Linked DNA regions of Zea mays: regions 1 and 2 are each linked to region 3. A link is a contact called in public Hi-C data. All regions are on one chromosome and are shown on one strand. The core of a region is the stretch at or near the end of the contact, and the rest is flanking DNA. Distances in the headings are between cores, read along the strand shown.

Region 1 (3,461 bases), core at 360-2,859, 340 kb before region 3:
GAGCCTGGGCCTGCTCGTCTGGCTTCTTGTTACGGCACTCTCTGGCCCAATGGCCAATAATGCCGCAGTAGCAGCACCTGTCGGAGTTGCGTGCCGGCGGCGTGCTCTTATCTCGCGTCTCCGAGCTTGAACTGCCGCGGGCCTTGCCTCTTGCTGGACGACGCCGGCCGCGGCCCCTGGACCCGCCACCTGTGCGGCTGTTCTCCTGCTCCTTAGCCTTGTACCTCTCGAGCCACTGTTCCTCCCTATGGTACAGTTTCCCGGAGTCTAGATTCTGCTTGGACTCCGGGTCGTCTTTGGACGCCAGGAGACGTCCAGTGACCTCCTTGATAGACAGGGTAGAGATGTCAAGCAAAGTTTCCATGGAAACAACAAGCTGTTTGTACCTTCCGCGAGCGATGCGCAGATATTTCTCGACGACCTTCGTAGGATCTTCAGGGTCACCCAGTGTAGCGAGCTGGCTGACGATGTTGGTGAGGCGTAGAGAGAAGTCTTCCACGCCCTCACCCTCCTTGAGCGCCAGCTCCTCATACTGGCGGCGTACGCGTTGCGCAGTCGTCTTCCTCACGCGGTCGTCGCCTATCCGCATGATACGGACAGCTTCCCACGCCAGCTTCGCTGTCAGCTTGACGGCGAGTGTGGACACCATCTCTGGCGGGATGGCACTGCACAATGCGTCTAGTGTCAGCCTATCCTCCGGCTCGCTGACGTCATCACCCAGATCGATGGCCCGCCAGAGGCACCGAGCCTGCAACTTGATCTTCATGAGAAGCGCCCAGTCGTTGTAGTTTGTCTTGGTCAGCATGGGGTATGTCGTGGGTCCGGCTGATGAGATCCGCTCCACGATCCTCTCAACCACTCGCTCGCCGTCGCCACCGTTCCTGCGCCGATGCGGTGGCGATCTCCATTGTCGACGATGAGGCGGAGTCAGGGAACGCTCTCTCGTTGGAGCTGACATGACGTATCGAACTTAGCTCTGATACCAAGTGTTAGAAATGAAAACCAAACAAACTCACAAGCACTGGATGGACTCAAGAGAATTTGTGCCGCTAATTCTTGCGACGTTTTCTAATGCACTTTATAACAAAAGCAAAGGAGTACAAGTAGAGTCCGAGCGTCTCCACGATGTACAGTATTGACGTGTCCATCCCACGTCCGCATACCGCGAGTACGTCCGCGTCCTCAGGCATGCGTGCGACTCGCTGCCACTAACCCACTATTGCATGGCGTCCACAGAAGCTCATGCGACCACAATCGCTGCCACTAACCCACTAACTAGCTAATGCATGCAACTAATCGTGTTGACTACGTATCTAATGTGATAAGGCTTATTTTTTCAACAACCTCTTCTAGATATAATCGTTGGAGGACCATTTCTAATAACAACTTCTTAAATTTATATTTAGAAATCTATCTAGAGAACGAACTACTGCAGATGCTCCCGGTCTCCTGCTGTGTTCTCCTTCCAAACTCTATGCCGTGAGATCGGTGTGTGGACAAATTCTTGCCATAAAATAGCTTGGTGGGCTGTGGACAAATTCAGTGCCCCGCCATCCACCAATTCATGATGATGTTTTTAAGGCAACGACGTGTACGTAGCATTATGTCGACCACAGGAGCTGAAGCCTGTGTTGGCGGGCTGCGGGCCACTTGCTTGCATATGCCTCATCGAAGTTAACTTGCATGCTCAGCTCATTCCCTTCCTTAGCTCTCCTGCTTCCGCCATTGCTAGCTTTGGCCGACCATGTCACCTCATCATCGGCATTTTACGTCCCAGTTTTCTTCTTCTTATTATGCCCCCGTGCGACCCCAAAGAAGGAGAGAACTGAAGCTGCTTCCACTGCCTGATTATTCCCCAACCAGTTGTTACCATTCAGGTCATCTCCGACTAGTCTCACCTGCAGTGCCCTACGAGCGAGCACTGTCAGCACTTGTTGGTCGCCATTCCTATCCCACCAGCAGCCATGGCGGCCGTGACGACAACGCCATCGTCGAAACCAAGGAAAGTAGGAGAAGACCAAGGAAGGGGAAGAAAACAGCGCCCAACCAAGGCGTGCGTGCACCATCGTCGTCGGAGTTGTCGACTAGGACGGCGCAGAGCGGCGACCCCCTTGGGCGAAAGGAGCTGGGGCAACACGTGGTGCACTGGCTGAAGCAGGGCATGCGCCAGATGGCCTCTGAATTCGCTTCCTCAGACCAGCCAGAGACACAAGGTAACAAGGCATTCCTGTGGTCTGATGGTGGGCACGCGGCCCACGCGGGGTTTGTAGCGCAGGCACAGGCACACCTTTCTGCCACTCCCATGCCCAAGGGACAGGACGCTCTGTGCCGCACGGCCTCCGCTCACTACCCCACGCTGTTCGACAACTTCCAGAGAGAGCTCCGCGATGTCCTGCTGCGGCGGTAACAAGAGGGCCTTCTTGTTGATGATGACTGGCGCTCTACACGCTCGTGGGCGCTTCTGAAAGAGATGGCTAGATCGGCGGAGCATCGGACGGCCGCACGCCGGTCTACTGCTCCTGTTCTGCACACCACGCTTGGCGTCAGCTTGGAGAAGACGAGGCTGATGCAGGCTAGAATCGATGGCTTTGTTCAGCAAATGACCGGCCTTCTTCGGCTAGAACGAGATGCGGAGCTGGAACTGGCCCAGGATCATGAGGTGAGTGCCGCCGGTACAGTGATGGATGGAATGCCGAAAAAGCCAGTGGTAGCTCATGGTCAGGCCCAAGAGGATGGTGACACCATTTGCAATTTGAGAGTCATCAGCAGCTCAACCGGTATGCTTTTTTTCTTTCTTTTTACTTGGTTTCATTAATTAACCTTTGGTCAGTGACTCATGTTTCCACTGGTGCAGGATTAACTGGTCAACATCTAGTCTTATTCAGAGCCGAGGGAAGCCACAGACTTCCTGCAACCAGACTCTCCCCTGGAGACACGGTTTGCGTGAGAGCATGCGACAGCCAGGGCGAGGTTGCCGCTTCAACTCCTTGCTTGCAAGCCTCCGTCCATAATCTCGGTGAGGATGGACGCAGCATTACGGTTGCATTCAGATCACGCCGCGGCGGTGAACCTGCCTTCTCCAGGTTCCCAGGGAAATTTGCGCGTATTGATCGCATACAGGCTCTAGCAGATGCAGTTACATACGAGGTAATGCGATCTGTTAGAACACTCGTGTTCCTTTCTTTCTTGGCTCCTTTGGATTGCCGGATTTTCCTCCTATTTTCTGTGTTTTTTCTGTGAAAATAAACTGATTCCTGTAAAATTCCTATATGATTTCTCTGAAATTACTGCATTCCAAAGGAGCGTGCTAAGAGTTTGCTCTGTTATTTGGCTGTCTCTGCAGCGCAACTGCGAAGCACTGATGGCTCTTCAGAAGAGAGGGTTACAGAAAAGAAACGCATCCATCGGGGTAGTGGCCACTCTGTTCGGAGACAAGGAAGACGCGACGAAGCCGGAGAGAA
Region 2 (3,786 bases), core at 1,049-3,548, 430 kb before region 3:
CATAAGAACAGACTACTCTGACCCTTCCTGTAGTCTTCCTTATTAGTCTCATTCTGCATCCTTACCACAGACGCTGTTGATCCACAACAGATGTCCATTTTATAACTAGGAAAAGACCAGATTCTCCTTTACAAAGTTATCATCAACTTCCATCTTTCATAAAAGACTACATACTATATGTTCACACATAGGTGATATATCATTTCACAAAAAACAATAAGGAAACTAACACATAGAGACCATTGATCAATCATAATAGCAATAAACATCATACAGAGTGTCATAAAGAAAAAGTGCACCTGTTAATAAAATACAGGTTGCGTTGATTCAAATTGAACTTTGAAATCATAAAAAAAATTAGAAACACCACAGAAAGAATTGAACATTAACTGGATAACAACTTACCATCTTTAGATTGCTCTGACCCCTCTTTATCAGATTGTTTACCTAACCTATATTTCTGATCACATGAGAAACATTTAGAACCAGTTGTTTTTAAGACTTTTGAGGAACATGTGAGCATGATGAAGTACCTGAAGATGACTCTTCAAGTGGAAAAGAGTAAGACCCTTGACACCCATCGTCCTTAAGATAGTTTTTGGTGTTGCTTCTGCAAAATTATTCATTCATTAAAAATATTTTCAAAACACAAGAAACAAGAATTTAGATTAGTGTGCTCTCCTAGTTCCGTGATAGCAAATGACTAATTGCATACTACCATTTGGAGGGACAATTTGACATCCAAATGGACCCGGTGGCAGTGGTGACTGCTCTGCCCCAGTTCACACAAAAAATAACGGTGGAACACCAAAACGACAAGGAAACATATACTTCCTTTGTTTTGAATGTTTGACATTATAGCTGAATTTCCAGGATATTTGGCGCCAAAAATGAATCTATATAAAAAATTACAGAAATAAAATGCTTGAAACCTAAAATTTGAACAATAAAAAACTATATAGAGTGCAAATATGCAAGAGCCAAGCTTGTGTATAATAAGCAATCCCTTCGTTCTAAATTATAAGTTGTTCTGGTTTTTCTAGATGCATAGCAAAAGCCATGCATTGAGATAAACTGTATGTCTAGATGCATAGCAAAGCTATGTACCTAAAAACTAAAAAAACTAGAATGACTTATAATTTGAAGAGAGGAGTATCTCAGAGAAAACATTATACACTTCTTGCTAGCCCCAACAGATCAATTTCCAGCAGCCAACATTACTGTTGGCGCCGAAATCCGGAAAGCCGACCGTCCGCGTCACCACCGCGGGCCGTCCTGCCCGGGGCGGACAGTCCGCATGTCACATTTTGCGTTCAACAATTACGTTAAAAAATCCACACTAATCAACCTTCATCAATACAGGTCACCATAACATAATGACCGGACACGATGAACATGACCCATCTTCTCTGCATGCAGCAGAAACACAGGCCACATCTCTCAATATGTTCCATAGCAAGAAAGCAGATAAACTTCATTCATGCACGCCCCAAATACCATGTTACCTCGGGCACGCTAGATCTGACATCGGAAGCGCAAATGCACGGCGCACTTATCCAAACGACTTGCGTTTAGCTCGAGCCTAAATTCCAGGATTTGTACACTAACGATCAAAACTTTCCGACGGTTTCAGCGCAAGCATCCTCAATCCGGAACGGAACCTCGCGCGCGCCACGAAATCTCGGCTACCGAGAGACCAAGGAAGACACCCAATGGATGCACTAACCAACAAGGCAACAAGCACGCAATGCTCTCTATTCCAATGCCAAAACCAAGGACCGCCAAAGTTGCGAGATTGGAGAGGGAGGAGAGGGTAGCTCACTCTCGGGTCCGCCGAGCTGGGCCACGGCGTCGACGAAACGCTCGTGGAGGTCGGCCGTCCACCGTAGCCTGGGCTTGGGGTCCGCCGTCAGTACAAGGCTCGGCCCACCGGGGCCGGAGCGCGGTGGCCCATCGCCGGGAGCGGTAGCGTCAGGGCGGTGGTGGATCAGGCCAGGCGGGAACATCTGCTCCTCCTGCCGCCCCCCGCGAGGACAGAGAGGGTCCTTCTCCTTCCCTCAAAAGCGAAGGATGCAATCCGAGGAAAAGTCCTTCGGCTTTCTCTCTCCCCTTTCTTGCTGGTTCTTGCTTCTGCTGCTGCCGCTTTCCACTGGCAGCGATTCCTCCAACTTCTTCAGCCCTGCTCTCTCTCTCTCTCTCTCTCTCTCTCTCTCTCGCTCGCTCGCTCTCGATCGAATTGTGTTTAGTAGCTCTCTGGTGGCGCAAGCTGCAAGGCTCCCATTTCATTATTGCCGTAATGATATTTGTTAGTGCAAAGCAATGTCCTTTTCTGACACCGTCATTGAAAAATTACATCTGACTTGATAAACACTGCATCTGGTTAGTCAGTAGAGCCATCATCGTCCCAGAGACATATAACAGCCCACCTCTTAAAAATCCTTTCTTAATCTTGATTGATTGGTGTAGAATGAAATCCTGAGCTGTTGGTGACTGCACAATCATTGGAGCATGGAAATTTCATCGCCCTTTTGCTTTTTGTACTTGCGCTTCTCACTCCTCTGTCCTCTTGCTCTCGCTCGTCACTCTCCTGTCTGTTTGGTGCGGCCAAATTGGCAATTGGGCTGACACAATAATAATTAATTAATCAGATCTTGCTTGCTGAAAATATAAAATGGAGTGGACGGCGGCACAGGTGACCGCTCAACCTGAACAGAGACTGATTGGTGCCTCCTCTCCAATTGTTTAGGCATTTTCATTCTGCTCTTTTGCTGTGTTCCTTGCTTGCAAAATATTGTCTTGCACGTTCATGTCTAGATCCAGACGTCATCACCTTTCCGGATAAGAAACTATTGATGTTATTAAAATACAGCTCAGATTACTAGTACTTCGATCAATTGATTAGTCTATCTTCAGCAATTTATTTATCCATATACTAATACTCAAACTTCACTCTGTGAATAGTGCAGTCTACAGTGTGAAACAATGTTTTAGATGATCATATAGATAAACTGTTGGACACGGTATTATAATGTTGGACCAGATTCAATTTTCGCAAGGGCTAGAAAGAACCTGATGTTGGCCCAAAATAGTTCACTCCAAAGCCTAAAAACTTTTCACTCCTTCCATTCACCTCTCCTTGTCCCCTCACATTTAAATGATAAAAGACTAAAATTACATACAAATGAGGATTCGAACAATGGTTATTGACTCTAAAGCCATATTCACACCCACCTAGACAACATAATATGTATGTATTGTGACTTTGTGTTTTATATTCTATACTCTATCATAAATAGAAACAGTAACAACGTGCAGTGTCTAGATAATGTTTATTTTTTAATCAAATATTGAAATATAACATTTTATTTGTGAAATGGAAAGTGCCTAATAGCTTTGCAGTTACTAGTAATAAACAAGGACAACTTAGTGGTGACAAAAGTATTATGATAAATATTGACATGCAAAACGACATTGTGGCAAGGACAAAAATATCCAATTTAGGGATTGTTTGGTTAAGAGTGGATTAAAGGGATTGGAAGGGAATAAATCTCCCCTCTTCAATTTTGAATAGAAAGAGATTTAATCCTCCTCAATCCTCTCTAATCCCACTTAGAGATGGCAATGGAGACCCGATCCCCGATTCCCCGTAGGGAATTCCTCTATTAGGGGATGGGGATGGAAAAATTTCTTCTCCCGCGAGGATTTAAATGGGGAAAATTCTTCGCCGACGGGTAAACGGGGATCCCCGTTCCCCACGGGGACCCGTTAAACTTACATGTCACAATG
Region 3 (3,722 bases), core at 33-2,532:
CTCGATTTGTTGATGGATAACTTTCAGTTTTTCAAATTCTAAATCAGGACCATCTTTCGGTGGAGGACCCACAACCTTTCTTTTCTCCTTTTGTGCCTCGAGAAGACATGCTTCTTCATCCTAGTTCTGATTAATGGGATAAAGAACCGTAGCAGGAGCTGTAGACTTTTTCAGAGGCACGACGAAAAGATGCTTGCAGTCGTGAGTTTACCGACGGTGGGTGCTAATGTTGGTCACTTGTTTTAATACCTTCAGATAGATCAAAATAGGGCAACACAACTAATAATAGAAAACCTTCATTCCTTTACCGAAGGATAAACCAAAGGAAGAAGATTATAAGAATAAAAGAACTTTTGAGTCAAATACAATTGTTCAAAAAAGAATAATTACTGCCGAGTTTTTATCATTGCTCCTCTTCAATCACAAACAATTACAAGTGTACCTTCCCATGGCTCTAGCTATCTCCGACGTCGTTCCTACTAGACATCGGCTAGGGTTGTTGAAGGAACAGAGCTATGCGCCTTAGGGAAAGTGGATGAAAAAGAACGAATAGTTTTTTTTCTATGTAATCGGTGGGAATGGTGGATAATTATTCCCTAACTTCACAAGAATATTGAAAAACAGTGTTGCAAAAATACTCTTTTTGTTGCTTTATAAAAAAAGGTAAAGCTAGTCCCAACTTCACATTTTTTGGTGAAGCTGAGTTGAAGTCTGAAATGTTTGGCTCAAGTTTTGTGAAGTTGAGTCGATTTTCGTGAGTGAAGCAGTCCAAACACCACTTAACTATGATCGTTATTTTTATTTAGGCTGTTTTCGATGGATGGTGCAAAATAGGGGACGCGATATTATTTGACACTATTTGCAGAGTGAAGTTTGAAATAAAAAATACGATAGTGATGTAATATATGATCTGCTGGAGATGGCCTTACACCTGAATTCATAGTAATTTTTTATTTACTCACACCCATATAGAGAGGTACAAACATGATATATTAGGAGAGATTTGATTTTTGCCATTATAAAGAATTGGCTTTGCAAAATTGTTATCATACCACATTTATGAACTCACAAGTCAAAGACTCGGTGGTAATTATAGGCAATTATAAACCAGAAGATTCTTTTAGGACTATTTGGCAACTCTAGTTTTCTAAGTGATTCTCATTTTTTTTCAATTTAAAATAAACTAATTTTCTTTAAAAAATAAAAATCCTTTAAAAAATTAGTTGCCAAATAGCCCTTAATGGACTAAAAAATTCCAAATTTCTCGATACATCAGGGTCCGTGATTGAAATCGACAAAAAAATTAAAGAGAAAAACCATTCTCGGCTTCCTCATCCGTCCCATCGAACCGCAAACCCTAACCTTTCGATTGCCGCCGCCCGCCGCTCGCTGCTGCCCGCCGCTCGCCGCGGCCAATGGTACAGCTCCATCCTTTATCTCTCACGTTCGTGTTAAACTGCAGCTGTCCTGATCAATCTCGACCGGTTTTTGCAGATGGCGAGGGGCCGCCGCGGCCCGGGTGGACGGGGGAGGTTCGGCGGCGGCCCGCTGGGCGACGAGCGGCCAGTCCGTCACGGCGTCCGCGTCGAGGAGAACCCGTACTTCCCATTACCGCGTCGGGCGTCGGGCTGGGGAGTGGCACCGCCGTCGCGGCACCTGTGGGTGGGTGGCCTGGCGCCCAGCGTCACGGCGTCCGACCTGTCGGAGCTGTTCCTCCGGTGCGGCGACGTCGAGGGTGTTGCCCGCGAACCCGGCCGGAACTTCGCGTTCGTGAGCTTCCTGCGGGAGGGGGACGCTGTGGCCGCGGTGCGGGAGCTCCAGGGGGCTCGCCTGGCTGGGGCGCCTGTTAGGATCGAGTTTTCCAAGGGGGTCAGTGTTGAACATCCTCTGTTCATTATATGTTTATTTAATTTGACTCCAAGCAATTATCGGTGCGGTGTTCTTCTCTTATCTTGTGTACAAAACCTAAGCCTTTCAAGAAAGGCTGAGTATCAACAATTAAATTTAGGGTTCACAGCACTGCCCCCGTCTCAAATCGGTTCAAAACAGGTATGCCCGGAAATGTGCAGGAACAGAGAGTAGAAGGCTGTTTCATGAGCCTGGCTAATGAAGAATCTCAATGTTCACCTGCACTGAAATTCTACCAGTGCAGGATTTATTTAGTCAGCACCATTGGTCACAGGTTTCACTGAATCTGAACAATTACACCCACAGTGTCTCTGCATTTGTGACCCTTGTCAGATGTCCTGCAAAGGGCAAATGATAACCATATTGGAGGAACATAGCTAGGATTATTGCATGTATCTTCCCCTTGCCATCACACCCTAAATCATCAATACTAGAAAGTACCTGCTTGAGTGTTGCTGTTGTCTCGTGTCAATAGTTCACCAATAGCTATGAGGCACTGAGTAATTTTTTCTATTTATTTAGGGCAACTCTTGCCGCGCAGTTCTTAGAGCATCTTCACTAGTTCCCAAAAAAACTTCCTAAATTTAATTTAGGGTGTTAGTAACCAAAAATCATGCTTCAACAGTTCCTTAAATGAGATCCCTAAATATACCAACTTCTTAAATATCCTTATTTAGTCCCTAAACTTGGGGTCTTGGGAGTTGTTTCGCACTCTCAATAGCCTGTTTTGCTCATCAATCACACCGTGAAATCACTTGTCTAACATCGAGTTCGCACACGTGTACAAGTGATACATTTTAAATGATCTAAGCTGTAGAAATGATGAATTTACCATCGAGTTAGCATAATTTAAAAATATTTAACAACCTAAGAATTGGGAACCGTTGGAGGCTAAGGTTGTTTTTGTTCCCAATATATATTTAGCAACTTGCTAAATCAGAGTTTAAAGGGCTTTTTTAAGAGAACTAATGGAGATGCTCTAGGTCATATCTGGGGCGTCCTTATATTTAATCAAAGGTCGAATGTGCTCATGGCTTGAAAAATCCTTTGTTCATTTGATGTTGACTTCTATGGATGTTTCATATATAGTGCATCTCGCGATGTTGAATAATTAGGGAATCTATTAATGCATGTGAAAACTACAAGAACACTTTTGGGGTTGTTAGTGTTTGGGGAAGGCCATACCTCCTGCTGCCGCTAAGACGCACTCGAGAATCTTGGCTTGAGAGACTGACTTTGGGGCCCACCGTCTCAGCCAAGGGAGAGGCCTGACTCTGACATTATATAGAAGTATCTAGATAGGATGACTCCTCGGCTGCTAGAAGGCACAGATGGTTTCCGAGCCACCTAGGTGCTATGAGGCCTAGGGCGCCTAGTGCCCTAGGACCTTCTAGAGGTAAAATATCCTAAGTCCCCAAGACACCTTGTGTCGCAAGCCCTCCATGCCTCGGAGTAACCATGCGACCAAGACCTCGAGGCATCCTGTGCCAAGGGGCACTTGTATGAGTCCTTGGGATCCTCTCGGGGCACTTATAAGCCAAAGACCTCAGGACATTTTATGACAAGGGGCACTCGTATGAGTCCTTAGGACTCCTCGTGTCCCTGGGCACTTATAAGACTAAATTTCTAGGGCCCTTATAAAACTAAATTCCTAGGGCCCCTCGTGTCCTAGGTTAATAAGGTAACGGGTGCTCGGGGCAGTCCATCCTCGAGCACTAACAACGCTTAAACGCTTTGGTTCCTTCGCTGGCCTCGAGGTACCTAGAGTCCTTGAACTCGTACTCCAAGGGCGGCCGGGACCTAGGCCCTCTAGG

The links. Hi-C and Micro-C count contacts between places; a contact is called where the count stands out from the background.
Region 1: a contact with region 3 is called in a Hi-C map of ear, with 4 times the contacts expected there. The contact joins the promoter of LOC103632538 here to the promoter of LOC100383418 in region 3. A contact is called at or near these places in 7 of 25 Hi-C or Micro-C datasets (ear, endosperm, leaf and 3 more) and 1 of 3 datasets of contacts at active chromatin or transcription factors (leaf).
Region 2: a Hi-C map of leaf shows a contact between it and region 3, with 2.9 times the contacts expected there. The contact joins the promoter of LOC100282824 here to the promoter of LOC100383418 in region 3. A contact is called at or near these places in 5 of 25 Hi-C or Micro-C datasets (bundle sheath, ear, leaf and 1 more).

Annotation. Positions count from the first base shown.
Region 1 is chr7:87,401,880-87,405,340 of Zm-B73-REFERENCE-NAM-5.0, reverse strand. It overlaps LOC103632538 (DNA-binding protein SMUBP-2), which reads left to right and starts at 1,609. Exons shown (of 6, transcript XM_008654308.3): 1 at 1,609-2,777; 2 at 2,855-3,147; 3 at 3,344-3,461. The coding sequence starts at 2,471.
Region 2 is chr7:87,484,148-87,487,933 of Zm-B73-REFERENCE-NAM-5.0, reverse strand. LOC100282824 (myb family transcription factor-related protein) reads right to left here and starts at 2,298. Exons shown (of 6, transcript NM_001412424.1): 1 at 1,823-2,298; 2 at 534-610; 3 at 406-460. The coding sequence starts at 2,006.
Region 3 is chr7:87,056,978-87,060,699 of Zm-B73-REFERENCE-NAM-5.0, reverse strand. LOC100383418 (flowering time control protein FPA) reads left to right here and starts at 1,282. Exons shown (of 5, transcript XM_008654306.4): 1 at 1,282-1,418; 2 at 1,495-1,869. The coding sequence starts at 1,416.